4 separate regions of the Mus musculus genome follow, and regions 2, 3 and 4 are each linked to region 1. Evidence: chromatin contacts called from public HiChIP or PLAC-seq and Micro-C data. All regions are on one chromosome and are shown on one strand. Each heading gives the region's core, a stretch centred on a gene start, on an enhancer-like site or on the middle of the called end of the contact. The rest is flanking DNA. Distances are from core to core; before and after follow the strand shown. Region 1 holds the start of A830021M18Rik (a long non-coding RNA gene). Region 2 has its middle 8.6 kb from the start of Gm34529. Region 3 overlaps Gm10384 (a long non-coding RNA gene). Region 4 has its middle 12 kb from the start of Gm41299.

Region 1 (3,030 bases), core at 297-2,796:
TGATGTCACCTTGTATGTGGTGGATTGTAGGAAGCTGGAGGGGAGCCAGCAGAGGGGGAGGGCAGTGTTTGTCACTGGACACAAACGTGTTTTGGAGTTGTTACAACGAGTGTGCCACTGTAGTGTGTTCTAGCTCTGCATCAGCCCCCACTTCTGTCTCTATTCTACAGGCTTTGAGCAAAATGGTGTATGCCACCCTCAAAATATGAGGAATAGCTGAAGAAACCTGTATTCTGCATCTTCATCTGCCAACCTCTGGAGACCACTGACCTATAAACTCCATAAACTCCGGCTTTCCCAGACTGTCCCATGCTGGACTCATGAGCACCTTGACACAAGTCTTTGGGCTTCACTCTGTGGGGAGCCGCACTCACATTTGCCATTATAAGATGGCGCTGACAGCTGTGTTCTAAGTAGTAAATAATCTGCACATGTGCAGGGGCAGTTTTCCCGCCATGTGCTCTGCCTTTTTTGTGATGACAACTGGGCCAATGGGCTGCAGCCAATCAGGGAGCGACACGTCCTAGGCGGAGGATAATTCTCCTTAAAAGGGACGGGGTTCTGGCACTCTTTCTCTTCGCCTCTTCGTCTCTTCGTTTCTTCTTCTCTTCATCTCTTCGCCTCTTCGTCTTTTCCTCTGCTCTCTTCCTCTGCTCTCTGCCTCTCTCCCTCTCTGCCCCTCTCTCTGCCTCTCTCTCTGCGTCTCTCTGTGTCTCTCTCTCTCTCTCTTCCTCTCTGCCTCTCTCTGCCGCGCTCTTCCTCTCTTGCTCCTGAGTAAGCAATAAAGCTTTGCCGCAGAAGATTCTGGTTTGTTGCGTCTTTCCTGGCCGGTTGCGAACGCGTGTAAGATCACTCCTCTAGCAACATTCAGCTAATGGAACATCCCCATGTTTTGTGTAGCTCCTCTGAGCTCAGCACAAAATGGAGAATTCCCTTTTTCTAGCAGGGCTTCCACTTCTCTGACTACCCCCCCATCCTCTACCTGAGGAAGGTAATGGGGTCCTTGGCAAACCTACAAATTCCTCTCCCTACACCCCATAAGAACCTGCCCAGCAAATACCTGGGATTCCTGGAGAGCTTTTCCACACAAAAGAGGCGTTCCCAGTTCACTGAGCTCCAGCCAGTCATCAACATTCACCCTGAAAACTCCTCTCCACTCTCCAAAGTTCATATACAGCCCTTGTCCACCCAAATAAAGTAAGTGAGCACCAGCTATTTCACTGAAGACCATCTAAGAGCCACTTCATTGGGAGTCATCTAAAAGAGCTGTAAGACTAAAATCGCCAGAGAAGGCCTTCCTTGGTGAAGCCCTCCACCCCATGCCCACATGTGAGTTCAGCTGGACTGAGAGCCAGTCCCAACCTGTTCCAGACTCCACTTCATCCTTCAAGCCTGGTGCCTGGACACCCTGAGGGAGGAAACAGAGGACAGAGAAGCACTTCTGGCACCCAACGCGGCCCACAGCTGGAGGAAGCTAACATACACCTGGGAGGATGCTGGTACTTGATGGGCTGGGCTATGTCACAAGAGGGTGTGGTACAGACCTTTGATGGGCTGGGCTATGTCACAAGGGAGTGTGGTACAAATGCTTGCCATATAATGCTTTGCTATTGCTCTCCTGGTTGGGTCACCAATCTTTAGACACTTAAATTGTCTAAATGTAAAGAGAATTAATGTCACTACAGGCTGCTAAAGAGCAGAAGTTACTGTTGGCATGACCTGGCAATAGCCAGGTATGCCTGGCTCACTCTAAAAGGGTCTGCATGTCTCTTCCTCGCTGTCTGATCCTCTTTCTTACTACCTGCCCCTTCTCCCGCTCCCCCCTTCCTCTCCCCATGTGTTCCTGGCCTGCTTCTCCCTCTCCTCTCCCCACCTCCCGCCTTTCTCTGCCTCCCACCTTCCCCATGCCCTAAATAAACTCCATACCATGCCTCAGGGGGAGGGGATGCCTCAGCGGGGGCCTGTGGAGGCAGCCCTTCCACCTCACCCACCATACAGCGCCTCTACCAACACGGGTGCTGTGCCTGGGATTTAGAAACTCACAGGTTGCATGAGCTCATATTTCCGTGCTGCCACATGGACTTTGCAGCCATGGGATGGATCTCTTGCTAGACCTCTCCACCCAAGCACTGGAGAATTGGTAAAGCTCCCTACTCTCACTGGTCAGCATAAACGCCCTCTGGTCCCAAGGGAGGGCTGTTGAGCTTGCAGCCACCCCGTGGTGTCCTGGTCTTCTTACTGATGCTTCGTTCTCGGACCTCTACCCCTGGGTGAGTGCTCTCTCTGTCTCTGTCTCTCTTTCTCTGACGGTTTTTCTCTTGGCTTCTCTTGCACACTGCTGAAAAAATCCTACGCTTAGGCAAACCATCCTCCCTCAGGCTCTGAGCCCCACACACAGCTCGTGCACTGGTCCCGCAGCTCAGCTGCTAGTTCACTGCGTGGCTGGTGATCTGTTTTGGCTGCCTCTGTTTCTAGCTATCACATTTGTACTAGAGACACCGGGGAACGGGGAAGTCACTTGCTCCTATTCTCACCCAGAAGGGAATATCTTTGCTAGCACGTCTCCTGGTTAAAATTTGGCCCCTATACCCATCAAAGAATAACTCTAAATGGCCGTTTACTGGAACTTTAATAGCAAACTTTTACAACTCTCTAGCTAGCGATCTGTAGACCATTCCCTACCCCACGTTTTCTTGCTGCTTGCTCTCCACTCCCGGTTCCCTGCTCCCCTGATTCTGCCGCCACCACGTACTTTCCATCCGCCCCTCACTCTCTGTTCAGGGCGGTGCTGCCTGACAATCCTGAGCTCTCCACATTCCCCCTTGCTGTCTCCCTCCCTGTTTGACCTGACTCCACAGCAGCCAGTTGACTAGAGCTCTGGCAGCAAGGACACAGCTGCAGCTACGGCCCCCCAGCCCCGCCTACTCAACCCTGCCACCCAGTGCTCTGTGGCACGGCGTGATCTCTCGCGCGCGCCCCACCGCCCTGAGTGCCTGGAGCACACTTGCTCTCCAACCTGAGCAGAGTTGC
Region 2 (3,030 bases), core at 170-2,669, 180 kb after region 1:
TGTCCTGAATAAACAGACAAGCAATAGTGAGGAGCAGAGCTAAGAGACAGTTTATTCAGTGTGTTCCCACTGAGAAGAGAAACAAATAAGGGGGATGGCATTTCCCACCCCCACTCGCTCAAGCTCCCCTCCCCAGGCCCCTCCCCTCTTTCCTCAAATCCATGTTCAGGGAACTAACAGGAGGTTTCTGTTCAAATAGAGGGTAAGTGTGACACATAATTATACAGTCCTGGCCAAGGTGTGGTCCTGCCTGTTATTGATCTGACTTGGACTCTGGTTCCAGTCTGTCCTCCAAGACGGTCTGACGAATTGTTAGAAGGGTGTGAAATCTCTTCAGAGGAGACATGTTCCTCCTCTGTCTGGAAGCAAGTTTTAGGCTCCCCACCCCACCCCACCCCCACGCCGATGTGGGATTTCTGGGAAGTCCCAGTTTCCCTGAAGCCTTTCTTTAGAAGTCTGATAGCTCAAGCAGCACACACATCTCTCTTTAGACTGTATCTTCCCTCCTGCCCCTGGGCATCCTCAGGATTTTTGCTATCTTCTTGGCCTTGAGGTCAGATGGAGACACTCCAGCTACTTTTCCAAGCAGAGCAAATGGATAGTTCCCCTCTCGTGCCCTACCCCCTTTCCCAAGGACTTCTTTCCAGACAGCGTGCAAGAAACAGGGAATGTGAGATCTGAGGCAATGCTGGCCACTGCCCTTCTGGCTCTAGAGTCCTGTAGAGAGAGATACCCTACCTAGGGCAGTTCTGAAGAAGGCTACCATAGTGAGTGAGGTTTCTGGGTCCTGGGTTGTGATGTGCCTGACCTGAAGGGCAGGGGGCAGGCTTTCCTGATCCTTGAGAGATTCAACCATGGATGCTCAGAGTGAGATTTGCAGGCAAAGGCTAGGGCAGGATCAGAGGGGAGGTCAGCACAGAGCACGTGGGCCATGATCACCTGTTTCTGTGCCGTGAGCAGGGCTGCACAGGAAGGACTTTTGGGGTACATCGCATATATGTTAGGGCATCTTGCATGGTGGGCAGTCATGGCAGGGGCTTCTCCACTCTCTGTCAACAGTGCTAAGGATGGGATCCTCGTGCTCAGCCCTTAAGGAAGGGTGCAAACCTGAGGAAATGGTTGGGCGGGAACAGTGACAGAAAGCAGGAAGATGTCCTTGCTGCCTGCCTTTCCAAATGGTCTGTGTCCCTTCTGGAGCCTGACAAGGCAGATGATTCCAGCAAGAGGCTGCCCTGGCCACCCCAGGTGAGGTGGCATGGCAGGGCACCAGCATACTGCGGGATGGAGAGCCAGCCCTCCAACCAGCCTCCCCTCCTCATGTCTAACTTCCCAGAGACCCGCTTGCCCAGCCTCTGCACGGTGCCTGCTCTGGCTTGCTCTCTCCTTTTCCTCTCACCCCCACCCCGCATCTCCCTGGCTCTCAGCAGACTGCCGCCATCACCATGGCTACGCTTGCTTCTGCTTCTGCTCCACACTCAACAGGAGTCAGAGCTGGGGGAGGGAGGCCGGTCATTAGGCTTCCTGTTAAGCTGGGATCTCTCAAAGTCAGCTTGGGGCTGCACCCTGTATGTTCTGGGCCCAGCCGGTTCTTTGAGGGCTCACCTTCCATAGAAAAGATGGGCTTAACTAAACAGGATATCCTAGCCCAGGGAGGCTTAGTCATAGCCTGGGAGGATGCCACTAGCTCTCTGTCTCTCTCTCTGTGTGTCTGTCTGTCTGTCTGTCTGTCTCTCTCTCTCTCTCTCTCTCTCTCTCTCTCTCTGTGTGTGTGTGTGTGTGTGCGCGCGCGCGCAGGTACACATGTGTGTATAAGTGCACATACACATGTGTAGCTTCATGAGTGGAAGGAAGAGGAGAACCTTGAATGCCATTTCTCACATGCTCTCTACCTGTTGTTGTTGTTGTTGTTGTTGTTGTTGTTGTTGTTGTTGTTGTTGTTTTGAGACAGGGTATCCCCTGGCCTGGAACTCACCAAGTGATCTAGACTGGCTAGTCACCAAGTCCCAGAGATCTGTCTGTCTCTGCCTTCCCAGCACAGAGATTACAAGTTGGTGTCACAATGCTCAGCTTTTTTTAATTTTAATTTTTATTTTTTGCATGTGGTTAAATGTGAGTTCAGGTCCTCAGGCTTGCAAGATAATCACTTTACCAACTGAGACCTCTCCGTTGTAGAATATCGATGCATGGTAGTGTGTGGGTGTGACTGATGTCAAAGGTCACTCACTGAGTGATCACGGTAGGCTTAATGAAGTTACGACTGTCACCGTCAAGTTGCAGCTGAATAGGAACAGATTCTAATCAGTGCCTTCCCATTGTCAAGGGCATGAACTAACACAAATTAAGTATAGAACTCTGCTGAGTTTCAGTTTTCTTGTTTGTAAAATGAGGACAAGAACACCTAGTTTTCAAATTAAAGATAATTTATGCAAAATGGCTGGCACACAGTAGGTGCTAAGAAATGCCTCATGTCCTTTATTATTATAGAGGTCTGGGCCCTTTAAAAGGCATCATAGCATGAAAGACTGCTTTCCCTGACTTGAAGGCTACTGGGACTGGGTTTTAAGATGGATAGGCAGATTCCCAGCCTCACCTACAAGGAGATGTAGCCTTGAGCCCTGGTGTGGGAAGACAGCTGAGGTAGAGTTACCAGAGGTGAGCTCTAAGCTGAGGGTCTGGAGAGAGAAGTGAGCTGCCCAGACCCAGAGAATCTTGGAAAGTCTCAGGAACTGAGACACGAGATGCTGAGGAAGGGAGCAGATGGAGCCTGAAACAGAGAGGTTATTTTGAAGTAGACTTGCAAGGGCCAAGCTCTTCTCCCCCGCCCCCCACCCCACCCAGCAGGAGAGGGAGTTATTCATTAGAGAAACTGGACCAGAGAGACTTTGTGCTAGGGATGTCAGATGCAGAGAGAAGCTGGAGTGAGGTCAGAATTTGTATTAGAAATGAACTTCCTCCCTTGCCCCTGACCTTGGCTGGCAGGAGACTGAGAATTTCTTGCTGCAGAAACCAACCCACTCCGGAAACAATGAG
Region 3 (3,030 bases), core at 322-2,821, 150 kb after region 1:
AGCTATCCGGCTTAAACTAAAGGGACACAGTTGTCTGCAGACAGTATCTTGGTGACTATAGATCATGTCGAATACATTCGTAATTTCAGTGTCCAGGACAGTGATAACCCAGAATTGCTTCCACGTGCTTGCTGAGTAAATGGACACATACCCTTCTCTTTCTGCTCTTGGGGTATTCACTATATGCCAAGAGAGTCACCAAGGATAATAAATGGCTCAAAGCAACCGCAGCAACAATTGTCTGCCATGTAAGTGCCAAGGTCAGAGCACCAAGATGTCCTTAGAGTGAGAACTTTTGTGACAGTCTTTGATTGTAGATACCATGGAACTGGAGTACAGCTTGATGGTAGAGCACTTCTCATGCGTATAGGGCCCTGAGTTCAATCCCTAGCCCTGCAGGAAGAGCAAAAGAAAAAAAGAAAATGGTTTACATAAATCACAAACACATCAGCCAGCCACATTTGGAGAACATATGTTTATCTCACAAGATATTCCAGGTAGGTTGAACCATGAAGATGAGACCCAGGTGTGGTGGTGCACACCTGTAAGCCAGCACTGGGGAGGCAGAGGCAGGCAGATCTTGTGAGTTCAAGGCCAGCCTGGCCTATATAGCAAATTCCAGAACATCTAGGGCTATACAGGCCAGCCTGAGACCTTATCTCAAAAACAACGAACAATAACCCCAGAAAGTTGAAAGCAGAAGTCAGCGTTTACAAAGCATCAGATATGGAGAAACTGAACATTCTGCAGCACTGCCTGGATATCTGATGTCAAACCACCTCCCTCACTCACTTTATCATCTTTACTTCTCATGCTATTATTCCTACATTACTGGTCAAGTAAGTTTTCAAGGTTGTAGGTAGCAGAATTCATCCAAATTGAACTCTCACTGAGCAACAAGCAAAGCAGACTATATCTTCATATTTATTTAAAAAATGGGTGTTGGACATTAATAGGATGAGATTACAGCCAAAGAATTGGGTAAAGGGATGCTAACTGGAAAAGTGTCTTAAGAACCCGGAAGAAGGGCTGCAGATGTAGCTTAGGGACAATGTTTGCCTAGAGACTCCAGATTTGAGCCCCAGCACAGCAGCTCAAACAACCAATCATCCAACCAGTCAACCAGCAATAAATCTAGCTGTTGAATGCCTCCAGTAGTGGGAATAGGGTGCGCTGACTAGTACTGGGAACTGTTTCACAAGCACCAGCACCAAACTTGACACCAAGCACCTGTTGAGGGTTAAGGGTGTAGCCAAGGCAGGCATTTGGGCAACTGGAGAGATGCTGGTACCATTAGCAAAAAATAGCAAAGCAGATGAAGAAGCTGGGGGAGGGTTAATGGTATGGGGTTTCGATGCCGCTAAGATTTCATCCCTTCAGAACAATAGCTAGAAGTCACCAAGCTATGCATGTGCCAAAAGCTGAGGTCTCCGTGACCCTGGAGCCCCACAGGCCTGGTGCCCCTGGAGTCTTGGCAACTGTTCAAACATGACTGGAATCTGGCTCAGCCCTGCTGCATATTTGAAATGAGTGGCCTGACAAGGAGCTGCGGAGAGGAAACGCTGTCACAGGGAAGGCAAACATCCGCACTGTTCAATAATTCAGTGCAGAGCCTGCCCTGCTGCAGAGCTATAGAATCCCAAAGAGTGCTTTAAAAAAAAAATCAAACCAAATTTCCGTGTTAAGTCATGCCGGGGCAGGCTGGAGAGTTGCCAAAAGAGAAGATTCTAGGTCTCGTATAAACAGGCCCTGAGGTGGTTACAGAATCAGTTTGCTCTGGCACAATACCCATTTGCATGTCAGTTCCCTCAGCTTAACTCAGCCTAGGGTCCCCTGAAATCCTGTGAGCAAATAAAGCCATCTAGTGCGAGCTGCTGCTGGGTCCAGATGAGCTTGCGGCTGGGGGGGGGGGGTCTAGCCTCATGTCTCTCTGCTTTATGCTTCTTTGAACCAATTCGGACAGAGATGAAACACCCCAGTGACAGGTGGGCCGGTCAGAGGGGAGCAGCTAAAAGATGCTGCTGGGACTCAGCTGCCCTTCCTAGGGGGCTGGCTTTCTCAGTAGTCTCTTTCCAGCCAGCCTGCACGGCAGGCTCTCTGGTGCCCACTGTTGTCTTACCCCTACTCAGCCTTGGTTTTTGCCTTTTTGGAGCCTAGAATCTGCTTAGATTTGAAGTGAATTAGTAAGCAGAGGTCCTTATTTCTGCCAGACATAGTGAGGAAGGGTCCTGATACTCTTAGAGTGGTCGGTTGCCTGGCAAGGGATTGATTTGAGCAGCTGTGGAGATGAACACGGGACAGGGCTGCTTCCAGCAGGAATCTGCACAGTGTGCTACTAATGTCCTGTTTTGCCAAGGGCCAAAGAACTCCACAGCTATCCCTTCCATAATCCACCAGAGAGCAGACACTGGGAGTGACAAAAAGTCCTGATGGCGAGCTTCTGCGTGGGCTGTTTCGGCCCTCACTTGCCTCTTTCGTGGATGTTTTTGCCCGAGGTACTCCCAGCCTAGCCGTGGACACTGGAAAACTGTGGTGTGCTGGATTGTGAGCTCTGTTCAGAGCCTTTTGCAATCTCCCCAAATTCCTTTCCTCATGTTGTTCACAATAAAAATGATGCTGACCCTTAAGGCATGAAACAACACAAGTGCAGACATTAAAGTGATTTCACTTAAGAGATTTAGATTGCAAAATGTGGATGGAGCACTTCCTGAAGCTGAAGTAGGATTTTTTTTTCAGTGTTGTGGGAAGTGATTGGCTGGGCCTCTAAATCAATATTTAGGTAGCAGTTGGGTAGTTTAGCCTCAACTCCAAAGCCTTTGTGCCCGTGGCTGTATCCCGCTCTGTCGAGCCAGCATTCTGGTACCCAGGTCCAAGGCTCAGGATTAGAGTTGCTGCAGCCTGACTGCCCTGCCCAGCGCTTTTGAATCTCAACATTCTGTTTTAAAGGAAGGATCGGAACTTATCGGAGCTTGTGACTTATGTGGCTTCTACTTCCCTGGTTCCTTGAGTCTGGTGGGACTTTCTGGACTC
Region 4 (3,030 bases), core at 234-2,733, 130 kb after region 1:
GTTGTTTGTTTATTCGAGACAGGGTTTCTCTGCATAGCCCTGGCTATCTTGGAACTCACTCTGTAGATCAGGCTGATCTTGAACTCGCAGAGATCTGCCTGCCTCTGTCTCCCAAGTGCTGGGACTTAAGGCATGGGCCACATTTCTTTTTTAATGAGTCATACTTAAAAAGGTTCCCCTGACCTAAAAGTTATAACGGACTCACCTATGCTTCCTTCTAGTCACTATAAGATTTTATACATTTAAATCTTAGATCAATTTATATTATGTCCTCATATATAGCCTTATTTAGTCTATACCAGATGGCCACCAAGTCATTCTCTTGTACTTACTAACCCTTTAACATTTAGCTGCATATATATATATATATACATATATAGCATACACATATATACACACACATTTATGTGTATGCTATATATGTGTATATATATATATATACATACATGTATGTGTATGTGTGTGTATATATGTATGTATGTTCTGATAGCCTGACATGAAGAAAGAGAGGAAGAAGGAGGCGTATCCATTCACTCTCACTCGGATCCTGTAGAGGTATCAGCAAAGGATCTTTTACTTGTCTAGCAAGGATTATTGGCTACAAAACTTAGAAGGGGCTCTACTGACTTAGGCTAACAAAGGGTTCATTCAATGGATGTGGGCCCCAGTTAGTCAGTGGAGAACTGAGTCGACACTCAGACCTTGGGAGTGATGACAGCAGGCACAGCCCTGGGAGCTCAACACGGATTCCCAGTCACTGTGATTCAGCCAGAACAAACTTCCTGTGTGTCTGTGTTTAGGCTTCAGTTCCTGGGAGGGTTGTCTGATGGGACTTGGTGACTTGCCTACTCCCAATGAGCAGTGGTTGGGGGTCCTCGGATTAGTTGAACGTCAGAGCCATGTGCGTGGTGCAGAGGCCAGCTTCTCCAAGGAAGAAATGCTGGGCAACCAAACCAAACAAAGACTGGCAGCAGCTGTCCACAGTGTTGGTAAAAATAGCAACAATAAAAATAGCAGCGATTTGCTGACTGTTGTCTAGAGGCTGGGAACTGGGCTAACTCTTTCATCCCAGCCACCTTCTTCCCACTTCAGTCTGCCCTTTGACTGGTGAGAAAACAGAAGATGAAGAAATCTTCTTTGAGACACAACCAGTGCTTGACATAACAGGGACTCGGGCTGAGTGTGTCTACCCAGCCAGGCCTCTGCACCACACATCTTAAGATACTGTCCTCTAAGAATGAATGTGGGCTTTGAGTGCTCCAAGGGCTCTAAACACAGCTGTAGGTACTCCCTCTCACATCCAGAGTGCACCTGCTGAATCCTCCTGGAGATGGTTGACTTTTGTGACAGTCCTTGGTGCCCAGCATATTCAGGGTCGAGCCTTTCATTTATTCTGTCATTGAAGCCATCTTTGGCCAACGTGTGCTGTACTGTGTTGGCAACAGCGGCGGATGCTGCTTCTAGCTAGCTGCATAGCCCTCCCTTTGATCTCCTGCCAGTGCCTGAGCAGGCTTTGCTCCACCCCTGTCCCAGGGATCTTAGTCACCACCTTCTCTAGTTCAGAAATGCAGACATGGTGCCCATGCACAACCTGCCCTGGGCCTCTGCAGCTTTGTGGCTGGGCAGAGGAATTAGAATGTCAGTTCCTCACCTAAGTACCCACACCATACTAGAGTGCTTATCCTTAAGTCACACCCCTGTCAACGTCAGCAAGGGAGTCCTAGAAAACTACGTGTTCTTCAGTGTGCCAGCTCCTGTAGGCCATGCCCAAGCCTGCGTGTTTTCTTGTCCTCCCTCCTTTCCTTATTCAGAGATCTGCAAATCTCACCATCCCTTGGGCTGGGCAGCTCCTGGTGGGGTGTGGTCTGAGTTCCTGCCTGTGGAACCCTGGTGACTGAGGTGAGATCTCTGCATGTGACCTCCTCAAGAATGGGTGAGTTGCTTAGATTTCTGCTTTGCATGCCCTACAGCCATCTGGAGTGAGCACAGCTCCTTCTCAGCAGGCCTGGGGTCAATAGGATAGCCACAGGACACTTTATCCTCCAAACCATGTGGGGCTAGGAAAGGCTAGTTCTTGTGGGGGGAAGAGAATTCTCTTTCCCATCTGTGTCTTGGCAGAGAACTAAGAGGACTTACCAGCATTCAGATGGAACAACTGGGATTTACCAATGTCCTCTGTCCAGACTTCAATAGCCTACAAAGCCAGCCAGTGTACCCTGAGGAATGACACTTGGGGTTGACCTCTGACCTCTACATGAGGACATCACCTGTGCATGTGTAACACTGTTGCCATCATCAGATTCTCCCCACCACACACGTGCAAGTGCACACACACACACACACACACACACAGCTTATTCCTCCTCTTCAGATGTAACTGGGTGCCTTTCTAATGGATACAGTGTGACAGACATCATCGGATGTGACTTCCCAGGCTAGGTCACTTGGTTAACAAGCTCATAAATTGCTCACTGGGGTATAAGTGTGTCCCCATCTTGCTATATGGATGTTCAGTGGCTGTCTGCTCACCACATACATGAGCCAAATTGTAAAGGGTTCTCTAGACAAGTGTGTACTGACTACACCTCAGGAGGATTCCTCTTTACTCTGTGGCAAAAAATACCTGAGAGGAACCAACCTGAGTTGAGGGGTGGTGGTGTGATTTTGACTTCTAACCTGAGGGTCTGTCCATCACGTCCAGGAAGGTATGGTGGCAAGAGTGGCTTCCAGCTCTAATGACAGGAACCTGGGGTAGGATAGCTCTGGAGTTGGGCAGCAGAGAGAATCAGTGCCGTGCTCTCTCAGTTGCCCTTTTTGTCCAGTCCATGTTCTGGTGCACTCACACCCAGGGCTGTCTTCCCTACTCTGTCAAACCTCTGTGGACATGCCCTTCAGACTTGGCCAACCTTTGTCTCCCAGAGGAATCCCCAAATCTAGTCAAGTCACAGTGCTGATGAGGGTGAGCTATCATAGCACCCAGCCCAGAGCTGCACAACTAAGGCACTTCTGCCTGTCACCCATGGGTACTGT

The links. A called contact is a pair of places that touch in the nucleus more often than the background predicts. HiChIP or PLAC-seq counts read pairs in DNA pulled down with a chosen protein or histone mark.
Region 2: a FOXA1 HiChIP or PLAC-seq map of pancreatic cancer cells shows a contact between it and region 1. The contact joins the enhancer-like site here to the promoter of A830021M18Rik in region 1. A contact is called at or near these places in 5 of 484 Hi-C or Micro-C datasets (the C2C12 cell line, the G1E-ER4 cell line, the N1E-115 cell line and 1 more), 6 of 115 datasets of contacts at active chromatin or transcription factors (embryonic stem cells, kidney, large pre-B cells and 2 more) and 1 of 9 other capture datasets (embryonic stem cells).
Region 3: a contact with region 1 is called in a Micro-C map of the G1E-ER4 cell line. The contact joins the enhancer-like site here to the promoter of A830021M18Rik in region 1. A contact is called at or near these places in 2 of 39 promoter capture datasets (the C10 cell line and the HPC-7 cell line), 22 of 484 Hi-C or Micro-C datasets (the AML12 cell line, the C10 cell line, the C2C12 cell line and 17 more) and 3 of 115 datasets of contacts at active chromatin or transcription factors (the 230-238 cell line, the HPC-7 cell line and pancreatic cancer cells).
Region 4: a contact with region 1 is called in an HNF4G HiChIP or PLAC-seq map of pancreatic cancer cells. The contact joins the enhancer-like site here to the promoter of A830021M18Rik in region 1. A contact is called at or near these places in 6 of 484 Hi-C or Micro-C datasets (LSK cells, the N1E-115 cell line, brown adipocytes and 3 more) and 2 of 115 datasets of contacts at active chromatin or transcription factors (the 230-238 cell line and pancreatic cancer cells).

The regions. Positions count from the first base shown.
Region 1 is chr15:36,724,699-36,727,728 of GRCm38.p6, forward strand. A830021M18Rik (a long non-coding RNA gene) reads left to right here and starts at 1,547. Exons shown (of 3, transcript XR_875150.3): 1 at 1,547-2,270. It overlaps Gm41297 (a long non-coding RNA gene), which reads right to left. Exons shown (of 3, transcript XR_875152.2): 1 at 3,017-3,030.
Region 2 is chr15:36,900,527-36,903,556 of GRCm38.p6, forward strand. No RefSeq gene overlaps it. Among named protein-coding and RNA genes, the nearest start is that of Gm34529, 8.6 kb to the right of the region's middle. Within about 2 kb of position 1,420, at least 145 of the 459 cell types and tissues checked have an H3K27ac peak or open chromatin away from gene starts, as enhancers often do. A contact at or near this core is called in the G1E-ER4 cell line, the N1E-115 cell line, group 2 innate lymphoid cells and 1 more, where this site is marked.
Region 3 is chr15:36,872,025-36,875,054 of GRCm38.p6, forward strand. Gm10384 (a long non-coding RNA gene) reads right to left here. Exons shown (of 2, transcript XR_875155.3): 2 at 1-393. Among named protein-coding and RNA genes, the nearest start is that of Gm41299, 5.8 kb to the left of the region's middle. Within about 2 kb of position 1,572, at least 113 of the 459 cell types and tissues checked have an H3K27ac peak or open chromatin away from gene starts, as enhancers often do. A contact at or near this core is called in the C2C12 cell line, the G1E-ER4 cell line, the HL-1 cell line and 6 more, where this site is marked.
Region 4 is chr15:36,854,243-36,857,272 of GRCm38.p6, forward strand. No RefSeq gene overlaps it. Among named protein-coding and RNA genes, the nearest start is that of Gm41299, 12 kb to the right of the region's middle. Within about 2 kb of position 1,484, at least 126 of the 459 cell types and tissues checked have an H3K27ac peak or open chromatin away from gene starts, as enhancers often do. A contact at or near this core is called in brown adipocytes and pancreatic cancer cells, where this site is marked.